2 separate regions of the Takifugu rubripes genome follow, and region 2 is linked to region 1. The links are chromatin contacts, called in public Hi-C maps. All regions are on one chromosome and are shown on one strand. Each heading gives the region's core, a stretch centred on a gene start, on an enhancer-like site or on the middle of the called end of the contact. The rest is flanking DNA. Distances are from core to core; before and after follow the strand shown.

Region 1 (5,537 bases), core at 2,556-5,055:
CACAGAGCTTTTGGACAGTTTTTAAGCACATTAGTGGACCTCGGTGGCACAGGCGTCACCTTTTGGAACGACTCTTTGTCTTTGGTGACCAACCGTGTCCACGGCTCCAGCAGGATGTTCAGCACATGTTGCTCCACCTCGTCAAACAGCTCTTCAAAAGCAGGCATCATTTGGCGGTAAACCTCCGTGCTGATCTCCTCATCAACACCAATGGTCCTCCTCGCGGAGCTGAGGAGATAGGTGGAGTAAAGGAGCTGAGAGGAGAGGAGAATAAAGATGTCACCACCTCCAGAACATTCCTCCACAAACCTGCCATCGCTTCCATCGTCACCACTCTTCACTGCTCTGACGCGCGATATTCACCGTCTCATCACTGCTGCCGCCACACCACATAAATGTCACCGCTTTAACCTTCTCGGCCACGACACAAGCTAAACGTTTCCCCGGTACCCCGAAGGTTAACTCAAGGGAAAGGGATTTAACAGAGCAGTGGACACGTTATCGGGGAGTCTGACGCACTGATACGAGTAAAAATTCAATCATTTCTGCAGCTGTACATTTGTGTGTTACTTTCTGTCCTTGAGTGGGCGAATTTTAGGCTTTCCTAAAAATATATGGACACATCTGCAATGTGAGGACAGCTGGGTTTGGGCATTAAAACTTTAGTTTAAAACAGCCATGAAGACACATCAAATGTGCGTTCAGGTTCTTTGAAACATGATCTTATCTCTTTAAAAAAAGTGCAGCCTGTGCATAGACTGTAAAGTTCACCACAAAAATGTCCTCACTGCAGAGGTTCTTGTGTGTTTGCTGACCTGTGCTTCTCTCTGGACTCTGTAAGGATCCAGTCCATCCTGATAAAACAGCTCACGGTAGTTCTGCAGGTCGGCCCAAAAATGAGCCGCATTCTCCCACAGCTGCAACAACAGCAACCATGATGAATCTATTTATCTAATTACATTTCTACACAGGGAGACGCAGTTGCTTCACACTGGGACCAACACCAGAATGTAACATGAATGATGCTGGGGTACCTGGTTTCCAGATTGTTCACAGAAGGTCGTGAAATATGATCCAGCACAGCCGTCGGCGTTCAGAGCCTCCAACATTGTCTCCATGCATGTGCTGCTCAGCAAGGGACCTCTGCCCCCAGAGAGCTGATGAAACACATACAGCACTTTAAAATGCAGCTTCGAAAACCTCTTTTGAGCTATTTTTTCTGTAATTGATTGAAAGCTTAATTACAACCGTACCTGTGTATGGATACTTAGCTGGGCTTGGAGCGTGGCGCTGTCCCGGTGGGCCAGAGAATCAAGGGGTGGCTCTATGATGAGACGCTGGTCCTTCCCAAACCTCCCGTAAGGGGAGTCGTCAAAGTTTCTCTGGAAACGCTGGGACATCCAGAACCGTGGAGCCCTGGGGGAAGAAAATTACTTGTTTTTTTTAGACATTACTAGCATGTGCCACATCCAACCTATACCTAATATGAATCTTATAAAATAAAGAGCGAGGAGCACTGTCTTGTGATTACACACAAAATTGCCTGACCACATATATACTGTGATCAATGGTAACAAAAGCAATGTAGCAGCTTCTTCCAGTGCAATTCTAAGCGTAGTGTTAAATCTCACCAGTAGTGCAGCAGAGACTCTGTGAGGTTGGGTTGAACGGAGCGCAGGTTCTCTTCTGTCCAGCAGGGGGAGGTGTTCAGGCCCAGTGGGGAGAGCAGCGCCGCAGGTAAATGGGTGCGGCTGCTGCTCAGCAGGTACCAGCCCCTCATCAAAGCCAAATATCTGATCACATTTGTGAGGATTACAAGCGCAGCAGTGATTAAAGGTGATGGTTAATTTACATCAACAAATTAAAGGTCACCTGTTCTTCCGCTCTCGGTTCTGCACCAGCTTCAATCTCTCTATATCCATCCAGAGGTTAAACGTCTTCTCACCGGGCCTTCCGTGCAAAAACTCCTTAAAGTCATCCAAGCCAGGTCTACTACCATGGCAACAGATGCCATAGAAACAAATATATGGTGCATTTTTCTGCCCCAGGCCCCCACTCCCAGCCTCCAGCCGTTGAGCTCTTTCTTCCACTCTCACACCCCCCGTGCCTTCTTGAACTTTTCCCTCCCTCCCCTCAAGCGTTTCTCTGCAGCCAACAGCTGGAGCTTGACATTCACAGGGTCCGGGGGGGCCGGTGCAGGCTGTCTGTTCTGCTGACCTGCTGACATCAGCAGAAGCAGTTGTCTGGTTCGGACCCTCCATCACTGTCTCAGCATTGTTGAACACCCGACTCTCCACTGTGGAAACTAAACACTCATGCTGCAGCTCAACGGACCTGTAACCATGGTTACTGCACTCTTTCTGACGTTCCTCCCTGTTACCAACTGATGGCAGCATTGTGACGAACTTGGGTTCTTGCACTTCCCCATAATGGAGTTTGGCGTGATCAGAGGATGGAGCAACAGGCTCGGGTGAGCTGGAGGAACCCTCGTTAGTAATGTTGCTCCGTTCGTGCTCAGGAAGCTGACATGTTAAATCCTTTATTCCAGATCCTGAACAGGTAGGAACAAATAGAAAACATTCACTTAACTGCACACAGACAGAAGACATGTAGTTTAAACACACCACTATCTTCTACTGAGACGTCCTCTGCAGACTTTGAGCACATCTGGAGTCGCCGCATGTCGACGTTTCCCTCATTCATTTTAGAGGAGCGGCGCAGTGGAGGAGCTGACTGGATGGAACGTCCTCCGAACTTCAACCTCTGGGTAAAAACTTTAAATTCCTGCTGAAACAGCTTAGCAAGCCTAAGGGAAAACAAAGATGCCAATACCTGCTCACAGCCAAACGTCAATAAATACCAATCCAATTTAAATCTGTAAGAGAACTTTGAGGTACTAACAAACCAATTAAATTACACATAAGGAAAAATTTAAATAACAAAGAACAAAAATCAGAGCAAGATAAGAACAAAGTACCCTTCATTTGGGTTAGAGTAGTAAACATGCTGGGCTCTCACCTGTATTCACTGTAGCAATCACTCAGAAGAAATAAGGGTAATCGTTCCCTTATCATCCACTGAATTCCTTGTTCTCTGTCCAGACACTAAAGATCAGACAGCCTCAGTACGTAAGAAAATGTTCCGATATCGCTGTGAACAGGAATAATCTTACAGTGACAGTGTAGCGGTTGTCCACAGGAGGGCTGCTGCAGAGGTCAGCAGGGTCCCCAGTGAGGAGCTGTGATTTGCTGCGCCGCAGCACCGATCTGATTCTTCTGCAGACAAGCTCTGCTTCATCAGTCGCCACCTCGAACAGCCTGGTCTCTGGGTTATATAGCAAGCCCTCCTGAAATGACTGGAAAGAACCGCATAGCAACCAGTGATTTGGGTTCAGAATGGGATCATATTCATGTCAGATATTAGGACTAATTTACCGGCAGACTTAAAAAATCATTGAAGAAGTGAGCCAAAAGATCATCAGAAGCCAGAGAGATCTCCTGCAGGTGGAACATTAAATTCATGATGCATCCAAGAAAATGTTATTAAATGTCAGGGTGAATTTGTACTTACAAAGTTGCTGGCAGTCAGGAGGGGAAAATCTTGAAGACAAAGATGGGTTAAATATTAAAAGGATTTTTTTTTTTTTTTAAATACATATTGCAATTCTTAAACGTGTCACCTGATGATGGGATTCCCCACATTGTTCAGGAAAAATGAAGAGAGCAGAAAAGGTTTTGATTTCAAACCGAGCAGTGAAGCCGTAACGACACTTCTGAACATTCAACCTGCAGCTCTCAGATTAGACACACTGCAGGTTGCTATGGAAGTGGAGTCATTTTCAAAACACAGGGGGCAGTAAAAGTTTAACTAGGATTCCAGAGACTGGAGGTCTCCTCCCTGCCAATTCTCACAAAAATCACCCTTTCACTAAATTGATTTTTTTTTTTTTACCTAGACAGAAACTTGCATCTTTTTAAAAATGAAACATGTGATTAACATTGTTGTAGCGAACACGTGCCACTAGGTGACGCCAAACACCAAAGAAAAGAGTACTGACTTCAATCTATAAAACTCAGGAAAATGTTGTTTTTTCTTTTTAAATGAATTTATTTTAAAATTGCTCTGAAAAACACTGGTAAAAGTTGAAAATCTCGAATCCCACAAAAATGTTACGTACAGTTGATCAAGGTGCACCGACAGCATAACTCAACCTCTGGCCTGTTGACTTTATACACATAATTTAAAAACACACAAGTAAGAACTAGATCGGAGAAAAATTGAGGCAACTACAGTACAAGGAAATGGACAAAGACACACTGAAAAGTACAGAAGTTGTTCTCATGTACTGGCTACAGATCAGTCTCCTGTACTTCAAAAGTCCTAAAAAATAAAGTGACCGAAGGACATAAATTGTTCATTGTGCTCACAGCCTCCTAACGTTGCGCTTGCTTTGAGCGCTTCCTGGGAGCAGCTTGTCTTTATTGTGGCGGCCGACAGACTGGCTGCCGCACTCCCTGGAACCGTGGAAGGTGCATAAACAGGCCGTGCAGAACTGGAAACCACAATCAGCTCTGCTGCAGATGCCCTCTCCCTTCACGGAGTGGCACCTTGCGGGGTGCTGGCATCGCGGGCAGGGCTTCAGGCACTCGTCGTTGAAGAGCGTTTTGGCAACCTGGGAGGGGAGATAAAAGAGACCTTGAACCAACCGACCACTGTCGACACACATTTTCATCACTGAGCTTCAACTCGCCTCAATAAATTTATCCCGTTTGCTGCTGCCCGAGTGTTGCAAAGGTGTTAAAGTGCTTTTGGCTGACTGGGGGGTGCAGAAGCTGGAGCTTCGAGACTGGGCCTGAACACTCTTGAGGGCTGACCTCTTGAGAAGCGTGAGCCTGGTCTCTGCCTCTGGCACATGGTGAGCTCCCCCTGACTGAGAACACACCCACAGTCAGAATACTCTTCTGGGGCAGAGGTGTGCTGTGCCAAAAGGGGTCAACCTCACCTCCAGACCGGCGTCCACTTCCATCAGATGGGTTCTCCTCTTCAAACAAGCGCCCTCGTCTTGTTGGACCACCTCGCTCCAGCTCTTACACACCTGACCGCACCTAGCGAAGACGTGGAGATCACGTTGAAGCAAAAGCTTTAGTCGCGGAACAGAAAACATTCGCATCCCACCTGTAGACGCTCTCAGGGCTCAGCTCGCCAAGTATGATGGACAGGACGTGTCTGAGGCTCCTCTTCTTCAGCTCGGTGAGTATGTCCACCTTCCCCAGGCCCATTTTCCTTCCGATCAGCCCGGCCAGGGGCAGGGAGGTCCTGAACATCACAGGGGTCTCCGTCAGCGCTGCGGTGTATCTCAGCTGTTCCTTCAGACTGGGACTGTGGCCTGTGAACATCTGGGCTTTCTGCTGGCACATGGCATGAACCAGCTGTAAAGCCGGGGTCAGAGACAGATTGACAGAGGTCCTCCTCCTGTGAGGAGTCTCATCTGGAACGGCAGATGTGCCACGCAGGGTCGCGTTTTCTGGCTTGGCCCT
Region 2 (5,418 bases), core at 2,361-4,860, 250 kb before region 1:
GCCGTCTCAAAGGCCCTTCACAGCCAAAAGGTCCTTCTGGTAACAGTGTCAAGATGTGCACTTGGTTTCTTTTTTTTAAATGAAAAGCTATTTCCTGACCCACTTTGTAATGCACACAAGTCTGGCATGTCACAAAGGGAGAAACAGGCGAGGGAATAAAGAAATTATATGAAATCACACAGGATGAAGGTTATTGTTGTTGCTGTTGATGTGGGGAAATGACCGGCTCTATTGCATTATTCATTCCTCACCCAATGGAACAAATTCACAGAAATGTTTTCAAGGTGGAGTGATTGCACTAACTTCTGAGGAATAATCTGGATAAACAACCCCCTCCATAGCCGCTCTTCACATCTCCCCTTTCCATCCCTCTTTTCCTCACATTTCCAGCCCACCTCCCTCTCCACCCATGCGCTGCTGAATTTCCCATCACTTGTCTTCATCCGTCTGAGCTCTTCTTCTGATCTTTGCATCCCAGCCCAGGTAGTGACGTCCTCAGCTCTAATTGGGGCTTCTTTTTTTTTGAGACCGTCGTTTCTGACATGCTGGATGTGATGCTCGGCTCACTCTGCTGATTTATCCTCCCAGTGTGCTGCAGTCATTTTGTTAATGTCTCTCATCTGCTTATTAGCAGCGCACGAGCTCAGCCAGGAAACAGGTGCCGGGAGAATTTTACCGTCCATCACTTCACAGCCAGGAGCCGATGAGCAGAAGGGAGTGCTGGCTGAGAGACATACACGCAAATAAATCTAAACAGCATGGGCAGAAAAAAGGTCTCTGAAAGGGTAGGCCCTTTGACATACTGACTTAGTTGCTGATATTTTCCCAATAAACTTGTCTCTGCCTCACAAGAAATGCTTATCAGATAGTTAGTTACTCCACCCAAAGATAAGGAGGAGATTTCTGAAACACTGTCCAAGAAATGTCCATCCAACGATCTCATGGAAAATTATGAAGGTTGGATTAAATTAAAAATCAAAATACATGAAAGCCAGGCCCAGAGTCCAGGGAGAAGAACTAACCACTGCATCAAAGTGATTGCATTTACTTTGGCCACGATGTTCAGAACAGATCATCTTGGTGCCCCTATGTTGTCAGGATTGGTTACTAGGGAATCAAAAAGGACTCCTGCCTTTCACTCGCTGGCTGAACTTTGGAAGGATCCAATAAATTGCTGGAGTATGGTTGCCAAGCAACAGATAAGGATTCATGGGATGAGTACGCCCGGAAGCGTTTGCCAGGCATCAATTGGCTCCATTCTTTTTCGTTCAGTTTAATTTAACTTCATTTGAATGTGTTTTGTTACAATCAAGATTGTCTCTGGGGACTTTATAGAAGTCACACACACACACACACACACACACACACATGAAACACAACAGTGGCAGGAACTAAAACTGAATCAGGTTGGTGGTGCCATCAGTGGAGTCAGTGGGATGTCTTTATCAGCGATCAGCAACATGGCCTCCTGTCTCTGAATGTGTTTTTCATTGATTTTATGACGTGTAATGGACCACCTAACGTTAAAACCTGCCAGTTTACCTCATAGGGTGAAAATGTGAAAATGTACCCCAAGACATAAATGAGAAAAGTGAAACATTATTGCTTCCAAGTGACAAAAAACTGAATTATTATCCACAGCAAGTCCAGTCAAACAATTCAACTGGACCGAGTTAATACACTGAGGTACAAAGTCAGTCAGAAAGGAGGCAGAACTGCTATGATGTCATGTGTGGAGGGCAATAAGACATTAAGACTACATTGGAAAAGCTCTCCAGCCCTCACACCAGCAGGGCAACTGGATCCAGAGAATCCCCACCCGGCATACAAAAAGGTGGTGCCTGCCACAGTTGAGCCATGAACAGTTTCAGACGGTAACAAAGCGAAGAGGCAGCGACCCTAAAGCAGAGTGAACAGGCTGCACGAGGTTTCATGTGACCCTCTCTGCCTGTATTGTGGCTTCTGAGGATGTGGAGCCTGGAGTCTGCAGCTACCCCTGCCCTCCTGCTGGCTTTTTACACACACACACACACACACACACACTCAGCTATGGCCTGGCACGTCATAGCCTTACAGTATTTCTCTTTCTTCCCCACTTCCTTGACTATTCTTTCCATGTTTTCATCCCTCGTTTCCTGCAACACTTCCATCACCTCTGCTGTCCTCACATTATTTCAGCATTTCAGATATCAGGCAGTCAGTTTGGACGGGCGGCAGGTAAACATCCTGCAGAACAGGGTGAAATCAGCTGATGAGTGGGACGTCTGAACCCTAATGATCTTCCACAGATCCCTCCTTGCTCCTGCTCTTCACTGCTTCTTCACTCTGCACGCCATCAGGCCTGACAACATGTAACCAAAGATGTCATGTTAATGGCAGGGAGCGCTACAGAAGCGCTTGGCCAGCGCAGACAAGGGAAAAGGAGGAAGCTATTTGCTGACAAAAGGGATTTGGTGCCGGGCGAGAGCAGCATTAACTGGTGGATTTTATTAGTTGAAAGAGCACGATATCATGGCGGTTTTCGTTTTTATGCTCCTCTGGCAAAGTGGATGACGCTGAAGGGAGCAAAGGCGTTTGGTCACGCAAAGGTGCCAAGCGCTGTTAAACAGATGGCAAGAGACCGGAGAAGAGAGGCAATGGACAGCAGATGGAGAAGAGATCATGCAGAAGGCCTAAGGAATGCATGACACACTGCAAGTCCCCTTTTCCTACTAACATAAATGTTCAATCAAAATCCATTTTCTTTCTTTTCTCATGTTCTGTGTGAGATGAAACAATCCAAAAGATATATATTTTTAAAAAAAGTTGCGACTGAAGTGGGTTTGTTCCTGAATTAAAGTGTAATTTAAAGTTGGAGGTGTAGTTCATGGGTAGAATATATTATTTAAATGGCACATTCTGTTCTAAACATGTTATTTTTGCACTGTTCGGTGACGCTGCGTGAAGTTGGAGTCACCTTGACGTCATAATAGTTCACTGTTAAGCCAATAGGGGGCGCTCTCTGACAATAAAGCAGATGGGCAGAGCTGCATCCTGGTCTGGACAGAGGGGGGACATGCGTGATGTTACCATCATCAGCGGAGTCACACAGATTTCAGAGTGGGGATAGGCTCAATAACAAGTGTCAGGTTCAGATTTTACAGAAATGTTTGAATGTGTTTGAGTTTGTGTCCCTCAGCAATATGTTACTTTCAGATTTTAGTCCCTCCAAACATACAATAAATATGCAAGACATGGCAGCACTGGCCAGAAATAAATAAAGTGTGTAGTATGTATATGTACCATACTTGTGTAGACTTTAACTGTTTAAATCCGGTTAAAAAGAAGAAGAAGAAGAAGAAACAATCCAGGAAAAAGAAAAACAGTGTGGCACATCTCCCTTTCCTAGAAGTGCAGGGTTTTAGGTAAGAAGTGTGTGATGTGGAGGAAAATATGACTTTGGGGGTCTTTGAGAGAAAAACCCCACTCCGTGAGCAGCGGCGGCAGCAGCAGCTGAGGCAGGATGAGTGTATGATGAACGTAGATGAGGATGTGGGGGCTTCGAAACCACAGCAGGTGAGAGTGACAGGGTTTACCTCCCCTGCATATATGGATCTGACATCCTGTCTGCTGGCAGAGACGCAGCGACACAGACATACACAAACCAATGATGCTCTGAGCCAGGCCGGCTGCTCGGCATGACGCTTCCTCAGGTACAGCAGAGGTAAGAGCACCTGAAATGACACCACATGAGAAATACTGCTCAAAACATGTAGGTAGAAGCTATGGGACTGAGACACCAGATACAAGAAGGACTTTTACTAACAACTTAAGAGTAAAAAAACCAAATCAAGCTGTATATATTAATGAAAGCCTTAAATATTGATAGGAGAATTGGAAGAATAGTTTTTCAATTATATTAACTGATGAACATAATCACAAAATAGCTGTCATGTTTCTCATCTTGTTACTCCATTTCTGACGATAATTACAATATTATCAATTCACAGCTACAACAAAGAAAGATCGCTTGAATTGTCAGTGCATATTTCTGCCACAGTCCAACCCTAATCCGGAACACTGGGTGGCTCTGCAGAATTAGATGAGGCCTCGAAGAATAATAATAATAATACTACTAATAATAAGGTTTCTTCTCTGTTGTTCGGTGTTGTTGGAAGAGGAGTGGTGGCCATTATAGACCTGGCAGCTGCAATGAGCTGCAACACTGATACTCTGTGGGAGTCAGATTATCATAGAGAATGATGGCGGCTGCAGGGGACTCGGGCAGGGCCAAAGGCCAAAGCACTAACTCTGCCTCTGACATATACCCTATCTATAAAGAATATGGTAATCCTATATGGTGCAGATCGGTGTGGGCCTGACAGTAAAATACAAAATAAAAACCAGAGACCACATACAGAATGTCCCGGTCAGAACAAATGAAAACGAGATAAAATTCCAAGCCTTTTTTGAGGGGGTCGTTTTATACTGAGCATAATATTACAGCAGAAACCAACATTTAAAATCGGGATTAATAACATTAATCATTTGTTCTAGCTCACAACGTCATTGTCAAATCGAAACAAAAACAACACACATTGGGGGGGGGGGAATCCGAATGAATGTGTTGATAACTTTAAAGAATCGTAAATATTCCAATTTATTAGAAATCAAAGGCTTTTTGTTTAACAGCAGCCAATAAATCTGATCTTAAATAAAAACAGGGGCCACATCCCCCAGGAAGTTCATGTTTTTGGCAGAATTTGCACATATTTTGTCAGACTTTAATGAATTTCGACTGCAGAAATTCCCTGTAAAAGGAAAAGTAATCACCGACGCTTCTGGCTGCGGACTCGGCCGACATATATTCAAAACCGTAGTGTTTGTATTTTTGATTCCCAGGGAGAAAGAGTAAATACAGTTTACATTGTTAGAAGTTTTCAGGGTGAAATTGATATGTTGAGAAAGTGCCACCATCTATAAGTTAAAAATTCGGGGGTGTTGGGTGTCTTATAATCTGTCGGCAATTGTTGAGTGTTTTGACAGTGAAGATGGGGGCCCTGGTGATGTGAAACCGAACAGAAAACCACAAGCATGTTGTGTGCAGAGAACGTTCTGCAGCTCTCACAAAATGAAAATTAGCGTTTGGATGGAGGACAGATCATATACATTAAATCATATACATTCTGCTCCCTGATTGTTATCTCTCCCCGTGCTGATTATTTGCTGCGGTTTGAAGGCGACCGTGAGGAGGCCAGAAGCTCCAATTATTGGTCGCGGTAATAAAATATATTTGATTTGTTATTCTTTTAGTCTTTGGGGCAAAATTATAGGGTTTTATTAGACCGATTGTTATTTGACAAGCCTTCCCCGCAGTGATACTGTTATTTTCATTAAGGCATATTTTCAGCGGCATGGACAGAAAAGATCAAGTTTGCG

The links. A called contact is a pair of places that touch in the nucleus more often than the background predicts.
Region 2: a Hi-C map of muscle shows a contact between it and region 1, with 3 times the contacts expected there. The contact joins the promoter of osr2 here to the promoter of rgs22 in region 1. A contact is called at or near these places in 2 of 2 Hi-C or Micro-C datasets (muscle and an unstated tissue).

What each region holds. Positions count from the first base shown.
Region 1 is chr7:6,474,387-6,479,923 of fTakRub1.2, reverse strand. It overlaps rgs22 (regulator of G protein signaling 22), which reads right to left and starts at 3,805. Exons shown (of 23, transcript XM_029839040.1): 1 at 3,680-3,805; 2 at 3,571-3,599; 3 at 3,435-3,497; 4 at 3,173-3,355; 5 at 3,019-3,104; 6 at 2,625-2,806; 7 at 1,873-2,551; 8 at 1,632-1,793; 9 at 1,254-1,416; 10 at 1,035-1,157; 11 at 816-917; 12 at 60-254. The coding sequence starts at 3,701. fbxo43 (F-box protein 43) reads right to left here. Exons shown (of 6, transcript XM_011605290.2): 3 at 5,176-5,537; 4 at 5,003-5,105; 5 at 4,751-4,930; 6 at 4,087-4,672. The coding sequence ends at 4,424.
Region 2 is chr7:6,726,072-6,731,489 of fTakRub1.2, reverse strand. osr2 (odd-skipped related transciption factor 2) reads left to right here and starts at 3,610. Exons shown (of 4, transcript XM_011605287.2): 1 at 3,610-3,703.